Regions from separate parts of the Pan troglodytes genome. Here region 2 is linked to region 1. Evidence: chromatin contacts called from public Hi-C data. All regions are on one chromosome and are shown on one strand. Each heading gives the region's core, a stretch centred on a gene start, on an enhancer-like site or on the middle of the called end of the contact. The rest is flanking DNA. Distances are from core to core; before and after follow the strand shown. Region 1 overlaps FRMD5 (FERM domain containing 5). Region 2 holds the start of GOLM2 (golgi membrane protein 2).

Region 1 (4,016 bases), core at 294-2,793:
CGTTTTCAGAGTGAGGCAGGCTACATAATGAATTACTTGGGCTGAGTGTAAACAATGGGGAGTGGTGGGGACTGTGGCAGCACCACCTTAACTCTGAGATTCTCATCACTGAGAATGCAGGGCCCACTACTTGGGAGGCTGAGGTGGGAGGTGGGAGGATTGCTTGAGCCCAGGAGTGCGAGGTTTCAGTGAGCTATGGTCACAGCCCTACACTCCACCCTGAGTGACAGAATGAGACCCTGTCTCAAAAAAAAAAAAAAAAAAAGAATGCAAGGCTTAGCTAGATATTGTGATTTTAAAAGAAAAGTCAGAGATACTGATTTTTATGTGGTATTTCACAATTTAAAATACTATGGGGTAAAACAAAATACATCTGTAGGCTGGAGGCAGGTCATAGGCTTCTCATATGTGATCTGTTCTAGACTGAAATATAAAGAAGGGGCTCATATAGCTTGCTGGTGCCACCCAGCCCTCTTCCTTTGCCAAAAGGAAACACAGGAAATTAGGGTGAGGAGAGGCAGGAGACAGTGCTGAGCTCCCATGCTCCACAACAGCTGTCTGCCCATAGGGTGATGACCAGGAAAACGAAAGATGCTGAAAAAGGCAGAGATCAGCTCCGGCTCCAGGCCATCTGAAGGGGCCTTTGGCATCACCCCTTCCCACTGCCTCTTTAGCAGGTGTGTTGATGGGCTCATTGCAGACCCAGTGGCAGAATAACCATCAGGCTCTTGCCTGGGTCCAGAGCCCTGCAAAGCAGATACACTTCTATAGCTACAGGTTTGGCTTCAGTGAGGAGGGGTGGGCAGCTTGTGAAGTCAACATCTCTGATGGCTGGTGGACAGGACTGCACGTTGCTCGTTTCTAAGCTTATCATTTGCCTCAGGTGATATGGCCAGGCAGGAAGATAAGCTGACCCCAGGCCAGATTCCCCCTAGTGTCCCTCTGGAGAGGCATTAGTCAGGCAGCACCTTTATGTGCCAGCCTCTGTGCTACTTGCTGGAAAATATATGAAGAAACACAGTATACAGTCTGTGCTCTCAAAAGCCCATATCACAGTTGCATAAAGGAAGCATGGACGTATTTTTACATTATGAAGACGAGGCAGGACCTGTGGAAAAAGTACCTGTGGAAGGGGGTATTACTGTGAATAAAGACTTCTGCATCCACTAGTGTACCTGAGGCACAGGGAAGGTAAGTTAGGAAAATATCTGTGTGGCAAGCAAAGGGCTGGCTAGAGCACAGCTTCCCTTTCCAGGGAGTGTCCTCTGTCTGCAGGGGGAGTGGGCCCTGTGGGCTCCATTTACCCTTGGAGTTGGCCCAAACCTCCAGGGTCCTCAAAGCGGGCATCATTTCCTGGGGGATCCCCTGCTTTGAACTAGGTTTCTGGAGGGCTGTCCCTACTATTCTGATGTCTCCTAAAGCCCTCCAGGCAGTTCCAGCACATCCCTGATCTCTTTGAAGGAACCATGAGGCCCCTGCCCCCAACACCACAGGCCCGTGTTTATTCTGATTTTTACCACAAGGGGTCGCTATTCCCTAACAGAGTGACTTGAGGAGCCATGGGGTCCTGCACCTGGGAAGGCACACCCAGGGAGAGGGGCGGGAAGCATCTAAGATTCCATTTGTTCGGTGTCGCCATTCCGCTGGGAGGGTCAGGAACCCCTCCTGCCACAAAGCATGGGCAGAGGGGTCTGTTTACAAAGGCTAAGGAGGCTTTGGGTTATATTTGTTGGTAAAATCATTGAGTGAAGGGTTTCTGGGGGGCCTGTGGTTGGGGAAGGAACAAGTTGAAGCTTAGTATTAGCATTAGAAATATCCAGCTCTGCTCCCTGTTGCCAGGCATAGTCTTTCCTCGGAACAGTAGATACACAAACCTTTTAAAATATTTTTTTAAAGCTGTAATGTATTATAATGACAACATAACTTTTTTGTATTTTTAATTTTTTGAGACAGGGTCTCGCTCTGTGGCCCAGGCTGGCATGCAGTGGTGCAATTCCAGCTCACTGCAACCTCCACCTCCCGGGTTCAAGTAATTCTCATGCCTCAGACTCCTGAGTAGCTGGGATACAAGCGTGTGCCACCACATCTGGCTTTTTTATTTATTTACTTTCATTTTTAGTAGAGACAGGGTTTTCGCCATGTTGCCCAGGCTGGTCTCGAACTTCTGACCTCAGGTGATCTGCCCTCCTCCGCCTCCCAAAGTGCTGGGATTACAGGTGTGAGCCACTGCGCTTGGCCAACACTGCATTCTATATCCCTTTTTTCCTCATAGTTTGTCAGTTTGGGGAATCTGTGCCGTAACCAAATGGAGCCCAAACACCCTATTGTTGCTTTTTAAAATCAGGCTTTGTAGAAAATCCTACTTCATGTGGGTGAAAGGCTGCATTAATGCTGTTTTATGGTATTCAGCATATTCTGGGCAAAGTAAGAGAAGCTGAGAAAGATGAGGCTCCAAACTTGAAGCCACGTCTCCTCCACTTCTCTCTGTGCAAAGTCGGGGACTCCAGGTAGGGTATGGGGGGGCCTGAGTTAGGCGGGGCTGAGGACATACTTCTGAACCAGAGTGCTCCCAAGGCACCCTCAGCATTTATGAATCAGCCCTGCGCACTCCATCCTCCACTGAGAAGCCACCTGTCACACCGTCACAGACTAAGAGCAGAAGCCTGCCCTTTTTCACATCCTCACTCAACCTCTCCTTTTTTTTTTTTTTTTTTTTTTTTTTTTTGAGATGGAGTCTCGCTCTGTCACCCAGGCTAGAATGCAATGGCGCAACCTCAGCTCACTGCAACCTCTGCCTCCTGGGTTCAAGCGATTCTCCCGCCTCAGCCTCCGGAGTAGTTGGGATTACAGGCACCTGCCATCATGCCTGGCTAATTTTTGTATTTTTAATAGAGATGGGTTTTCACCATGTTGGCCAGGCTGGTCTTGAACTCCTGGCCTCAGGTGATCCATCTGCCTCGACCTCCCAAAGTGCTGGGATTACAGCCGTAAGCCACCGCGCCTGGCCTTTTTCTTTCATCTTTTTTATCTTATGCAATTTCCTTTATCTTTTCCTTTTCCCCAGTTCATGCTTTCCTCTGTATCTTCATTAAATATCATAGTGAGGCAGATGCCTTTCAAAGGCCAATCCCTCTCTGTTTCCCCTATAACACAACTTCTCCCTTGTCTTTAAGCTTCAGGCTAAATCGCTTTTCTTGGAGAGGGAGCCTACAGGGCTTGTGGCTGTGACTTGTGCTGTCAGTGTATCACTGACAATGGTACATCCGCGGTCAGGAAGGCTGGGGAGCATCACTCTGTGTCAGTAAACAGTCTGCAAGAACAGAAGACATGGCGTGGAGCCTGCGTGCTCAGGCTGTGGAGAAGCCACAGTGTTCTGGGCCTGATTAAGTGCCACGTACCTCAGTTCTGTCTTGTGAATCTCGGCAATTTTCCTTTCCAGCTTCTCTGAATGTTTAGGGAAAAACTGGAACTTGGAGCTGTAGCCTTCAGGGTGTTTCCCTGAGTCATAATCCCCAATCTCCGCTTTCAAAAGGAAGGTGGAAGAAAACAATTGTGGAGACAGGTAAATCATCACTGACAAAACAACAAGAGATTAGCACACAGAGCAAAAGCCAAAATACACATCAGATTTATAAGAAACAGTGGATTCTGAGCACGGCTGTGGGCTGGGCAGAGGGCAGGCCCTTCAGGAGCATGTCCACCTTTGTTTTTCCAGGTGCACACATTGGGTTGGCATTCAAGTCTATGCAGAGAGACAGAGAGCTGACCTTGTGTTCTGAGGTCACCACAAGTAAATTTACAGTGAAAGAGCAGAGGCCTGCACTATGGTCCTCATCCATTCCGCCATGAGAAGATGGTCTGGGAGCAATGGTCTTTGTGGCAGCACAGGAAGTGGTGAGCTTGATCAGAAAGGGAGATCCTCTTGGGCCTCAGCCAGATCATAAGTCTAAATCCTAGTTTGAGGATGTTAGCAGGGACACAGTAAATTGATGAATGAGCTGCGATCCAAATTCAGA
Region 2 (4,183 bases), core at 1,125-3,624, 380 kb after region 1:
GGGCAACATGGCAAAACCCTGTCTGTACAAAAAATACAAAAATTAGCTGCACGTGGGGCGGGCACCTGTAGTCCTAGCTACTTCCGGGATCGAGGCCGGAGGATCACTTGAGCTGGGGAGGTCAAGACTGCAGTGAGCTGAGATCCGAAATCGAGCCACTGCACTCCAGCCTGGGTGACAGGGCAAGACCCCATCTTTTAAAAAACAAAATAAAACAAACAAAAAAACCACAAGAAACATTATTTATCTATGATTACACTGCCTTTACAGTTATATCATATTTATGTCTATACTTGATAACATATTCTAAAAGACAGGAATGGACTTTTTAAAAATAATTTTTTAGCAGCTTTAGATCTACAGAAAAATTGTGAAAATAGTAGAGTTCCCATATATCCCACACCGTTTCCCCTGCATTAGTATGGTGCATTTGTCACAATTAATGAATCAGTACTGATATATTATTATTAACTAACATCCATACTTTATTCAGATTTCCTTAGTTTTTACCTAATGTCCTTTTCGTGTTCCAGGATCCCAACCAGGATACATTTAATCATCATGTCTCCTTAAGCTTCTCTTGGCCATGAAAGATTTTCCAATTTTCCTTGTTTTTGATGACCTTGACAAGTTTGACGAATACTGGTCAAGTATTTTTTAAAATGTCCTTCCACTGAGATTTGTCTGATGTTTTTCTCATGAGTAGACTAGGGTTATGAGTCTTTGTGAAGAAGACCACACAGAGTGCTACAATCATCATATTGTATCACCAATACATACTATCGACAGGACATCACTGTTGATGTTAACTTTGATTACCTGGTTTAAGGAATTGACTTTTACCTTAATTTGTTTAATGTCTAACTCAGAACTACATATGGGAGGGCACTTAAACACTGTCTTAATATCTGGTTTGTATTCAGTAGGAGGAACAGCTTGATGAGACAACCATCAAAATGGAAAAAAAAATCTTCTGGGGAAGAGTGGAAAGAGGATTGGTCATCTCGGCCATTTACTACATAATTGACTTTCGGCAAGTTACCTCTGCACCTGTGAAATGGAATAATGGTACCCAATAGTTCTATTAAACATCTGTTGAGGAAATGTATGTGTATGTGTTTTGTACAACATTTATACTTTTAGATTTGCCTATGTAAAAATGAAAACACTCGTGGGAACAGTAAATCTTAAGTAGTTAACATAACTTTATAGAATAATTTTTTTTTCTTTTCAGACGGAGTCTCACTCTGTTGCCCAAGGTGGGGTGCAATGGCACGATCTCGGCTCACTGCAACCTCTGCCTCACCGATTCAAGTGATTCTCCTGCCTCAGCCTCCCGAGTAGCTGGGGCTACAGGGGTGAGCCACCGCGCCCGGCCTAGAATAATTTTCGATTGCTGGTTGAGCAGAGCAAGGCCAATATGAGTTGACGAAAGCAGAGATGGAAAGGCTCTTTATAGTTAATGATTTCTCATTTTTGCTTTGCTTCCTTTTGCCAAAGTCGGCTTGTCATCTGAGAGTGGAGAGGATTTGTTAGATCTTATGAAGCCAGAGCTCACTTCTGATGTGAACCAAGTATTAATAATTTTGGTGGTGGTTTTCTGTACTGCATCTGAGAGAGTAATCATTGTTCTTTGAAGATGCAATAATTCTACGCTACTACGGGACTTAGGGAAATAATTTTTGAGGATAGGAAGCACAGAATAATCATTCAAAGATGACAAGTCTTCCTGCCTCAAAATCATATCACTCTGATTCGAATAAAAAATACCAAGGTTTTTCCTTCTTGAGGTTTTATACTCATGGAAGTTCTTCAACCTGAGGTCTGAAAAATAAGGCAACCCCATCCTCTCCTTAAACAGGTTACAGCCAGTACCTTTTTATTTTTCTACGCACGGACAAAATAATTATGCAAAAAAACCCAAAAGAGGCAGGTTTTTTTTTTTTTGCACTACTGAAATTCACACTTAACATATAAACAGTCTGCTATATGCAGACAGCAATGGTGTTTAGAGTTCAATGATCTGGATTCAAGCCTATTTAAAACCAGATAAGAGAAAGTTCCCAAACATCTATGTGTCTTGGATTCTTCATCTGTAAAATTGCGTTGTTGAGAAGATAATATGAGACTAGGCGCGCAAAACAATTTGTTAGAGCTATTATTTCTAACCCAGAATGTGTTCGCTGGCAGTAACAGTGCATTAGTTACGATTCATCGAGGGCAGCTTCTGGACTTTCTGTTTGGAAGCCCAGCTGAGGCAAAAGCAGCAGTGCGTTTAAAAATTGGAGCTCGCCACATTCTGAAATTCTTTCGGTTCGTGAAAGCAGTAACCTAGGAAACGAGACTGGCACCACCCCTTTCAGTCCTAAAGCTTGGTTTCTCCCGCTTTTCTCCATTATGTTTAGGGCATCGCTATTTTACGGTCTTTTTGTTTTTTCTTTCCACATCATTAGCACAAAAGAGAAATTCCCCTTCTACAGAAGCAAGTACAAAACCTTTCTAGTCGCCCCTTTTTGGCAGCAGCTCACCTACTATTTTTTTCTATTCCGCGGTCGCAGCCCCAGACGTCCTCAAAGACAAATATTTTCGCGAGGGCCAGTGTAGGGCAGGAACTCCCTAGGCCTTGAATCAAGGGAATCCAGTAGATAACAACAGAAAGGACTCCGACCCAGGTACCTGAGACATCTGAGACCGCCAAAATTAACACAACACCCTACGCGACAGAGAAAACTCTGGGCGGGGAGAGAGAGAGAGCGCGAGCGAGAGAGAGAGAGCAAGCGAGAGAGAGAGAGCGAGAGCGAGCGAGCGAGAGAGAACCCGGAGACAGAGACGAGAGAGAGAGAGAGAGAGCGCGAGCGAGAGAGAGAGAGAGAGAGAGCAAGCGAGAGAGAGAGAGCGAGAGCGAGCGAGCGAGAGAGAACCCGGAGACAGAGACGAGAGAGAGCGAGAGCGAGCGAGCGAGAGAGAACCCGGAGACAGAGACGAGAGAGAGAGAGAGAGAGAGAGAGCGAGAGCGAGAGCGAGCGAGCGAGCGAGAGAGAACCCGGAGACAGAGACGAGAGAGAGAGAGAGAGAGGAGAGAGAGAGAGAGAGAGAGAGAGAGAGAGAGAAAGAGAGAGAGAGAGAGAGAGAGAGAAAGAGAGAGAGAGAGAGAGAGAGACGAGAGGAAGCAACGTTCTCGCGACAAGAGGGGTGTCGACGGAAACTCGGAAATGGTCCCCTAGACGACCAGGCCCCAGCTAGTGGGTGGGGCCAGGGTACATCCGCCCCTTTCCGGTTTTTTTTCCCCGCCTCCCAACCGTGAGGTGTTGGGTTTGGGGGACGCTGGCAGCTGGGTTCTCCCGGTTCCCTTGGGCAGGTGCAGGGTCGGGTTCAAAGCCTCCGGAACGCGTTTTGGCCTGATTTGAGGAGGGGGGCGGGGAGGGACCTGCGGCTTGCGGCCCCGCCCCCTTCTCCGGCTCGCAGCCGACCGATAAGCCCGCCTCCTCCCTCGGCCGGTCCTGGGGCCGTGTCCGCCGGGCAACTCCAGCCGAGGCCTGGGCTTCTGCCTGCAGGTGTCTGCGGCGAGGCCCCTAGGGTACAGCCCGATTTGGCCCCATGGTGGGTTTCGGGGCCAACCGGCGGGCTGGCCGCCTGCCCTCTCTCGTGCTGGTGGTGCTGCTGGTGGTGATCGTCGTCCTCGCCTTCAACTACTGGAGCATCTCCTCCCGCCACGTCCTGCTTCAGGAGGAGGTGGCCGAGCTGCAGGGCCAGGTCCAGCGCACCGAAGTGGCCCGCGGGCGGCTGGAAAAGCGCAATTCGGACCTCTTGCTGTTGGTGGACACGCACAAGAAACAGATCGACCAGAAGGAGGCCGACTACGGCCGCCTCAGCAGCCGGCTGCAGGCCAGAGAGGGCCTCGGGAAGAGATGCGAGGATGACAAGGTAAGGACGACCCCTTTCTCTTCAACCCCCATGGTTTCTTTTCTCTCCGGGGTCTGGGGCGGGATGTTAATCCGCTAGCTGTTGTCTTATCCCTTCCAGTATTTCAGTCCTGAAGGCTCCTTTCACCCCCAACAACCCTGTTTCTGTCAGACTTTTCCCAGTTTATCAGTGCCACGTTCTCTGGTCCCTGCCAGAAAAAAATGACTGTAAATTCTGGTTCTCAAGAGTGGACTGTGTACGGATGCTGCCTATTCTCTAA

The links. A called contact is a pair of places that touch in the nucleus more often than the background predicts.
Region 2: a Hi-C map of stem cell-derived neural progenitor cells shows a contact between it and region 1, with 2.6 times the contacts expected there. The contact joins the promoter of GOLM2 here to the enhancer-like site in region 1. A contact is called at or near these places in 1 of 7 Hi-C or Micro-C datasets (stem cell-derived neural progenitor cells) and 1 of 1 datasets of contacts at active chromatin or transcription factors (stem cell-derived excitatory neurons).

Annotation. Positions count from the first base shown.
Region 1 is chr16:35,880,003-35,884,018 of NHGRI_mPanTro3-v2.0_pri, forward strand. It overlaps FRMD5 (FERM domain containing 5), which reads right to left. Exons shown (of 16, transcript XM_063794901.1): 6 at 3,399-3,522. Among named protein-coding and RNA genes, the nearest start is that of MFAP1, 79 kb to the left of the region's middle. Within about 2 kb of position 1,544, at least 5 of the 24 cell types and tissues checked have an H3K27ac peak or open chromatin away from gene starts, as enhancers often do. A contact at or near this core is called in stem cell-derived neural progenitor cells, where this site is marked.
Region 2 is chr16:36,263,901-36,268,083 of NHGRI_mPanTro3-v2.0_pri, forward strand. It overlaps GOLM2 (golgi membrane protein 2), which reads left to right and starts at 2,375. Exons shown (of 10, transcript XM_009428964.5): 1 at 2,375-3,924. The coding sequence starts at 3,598.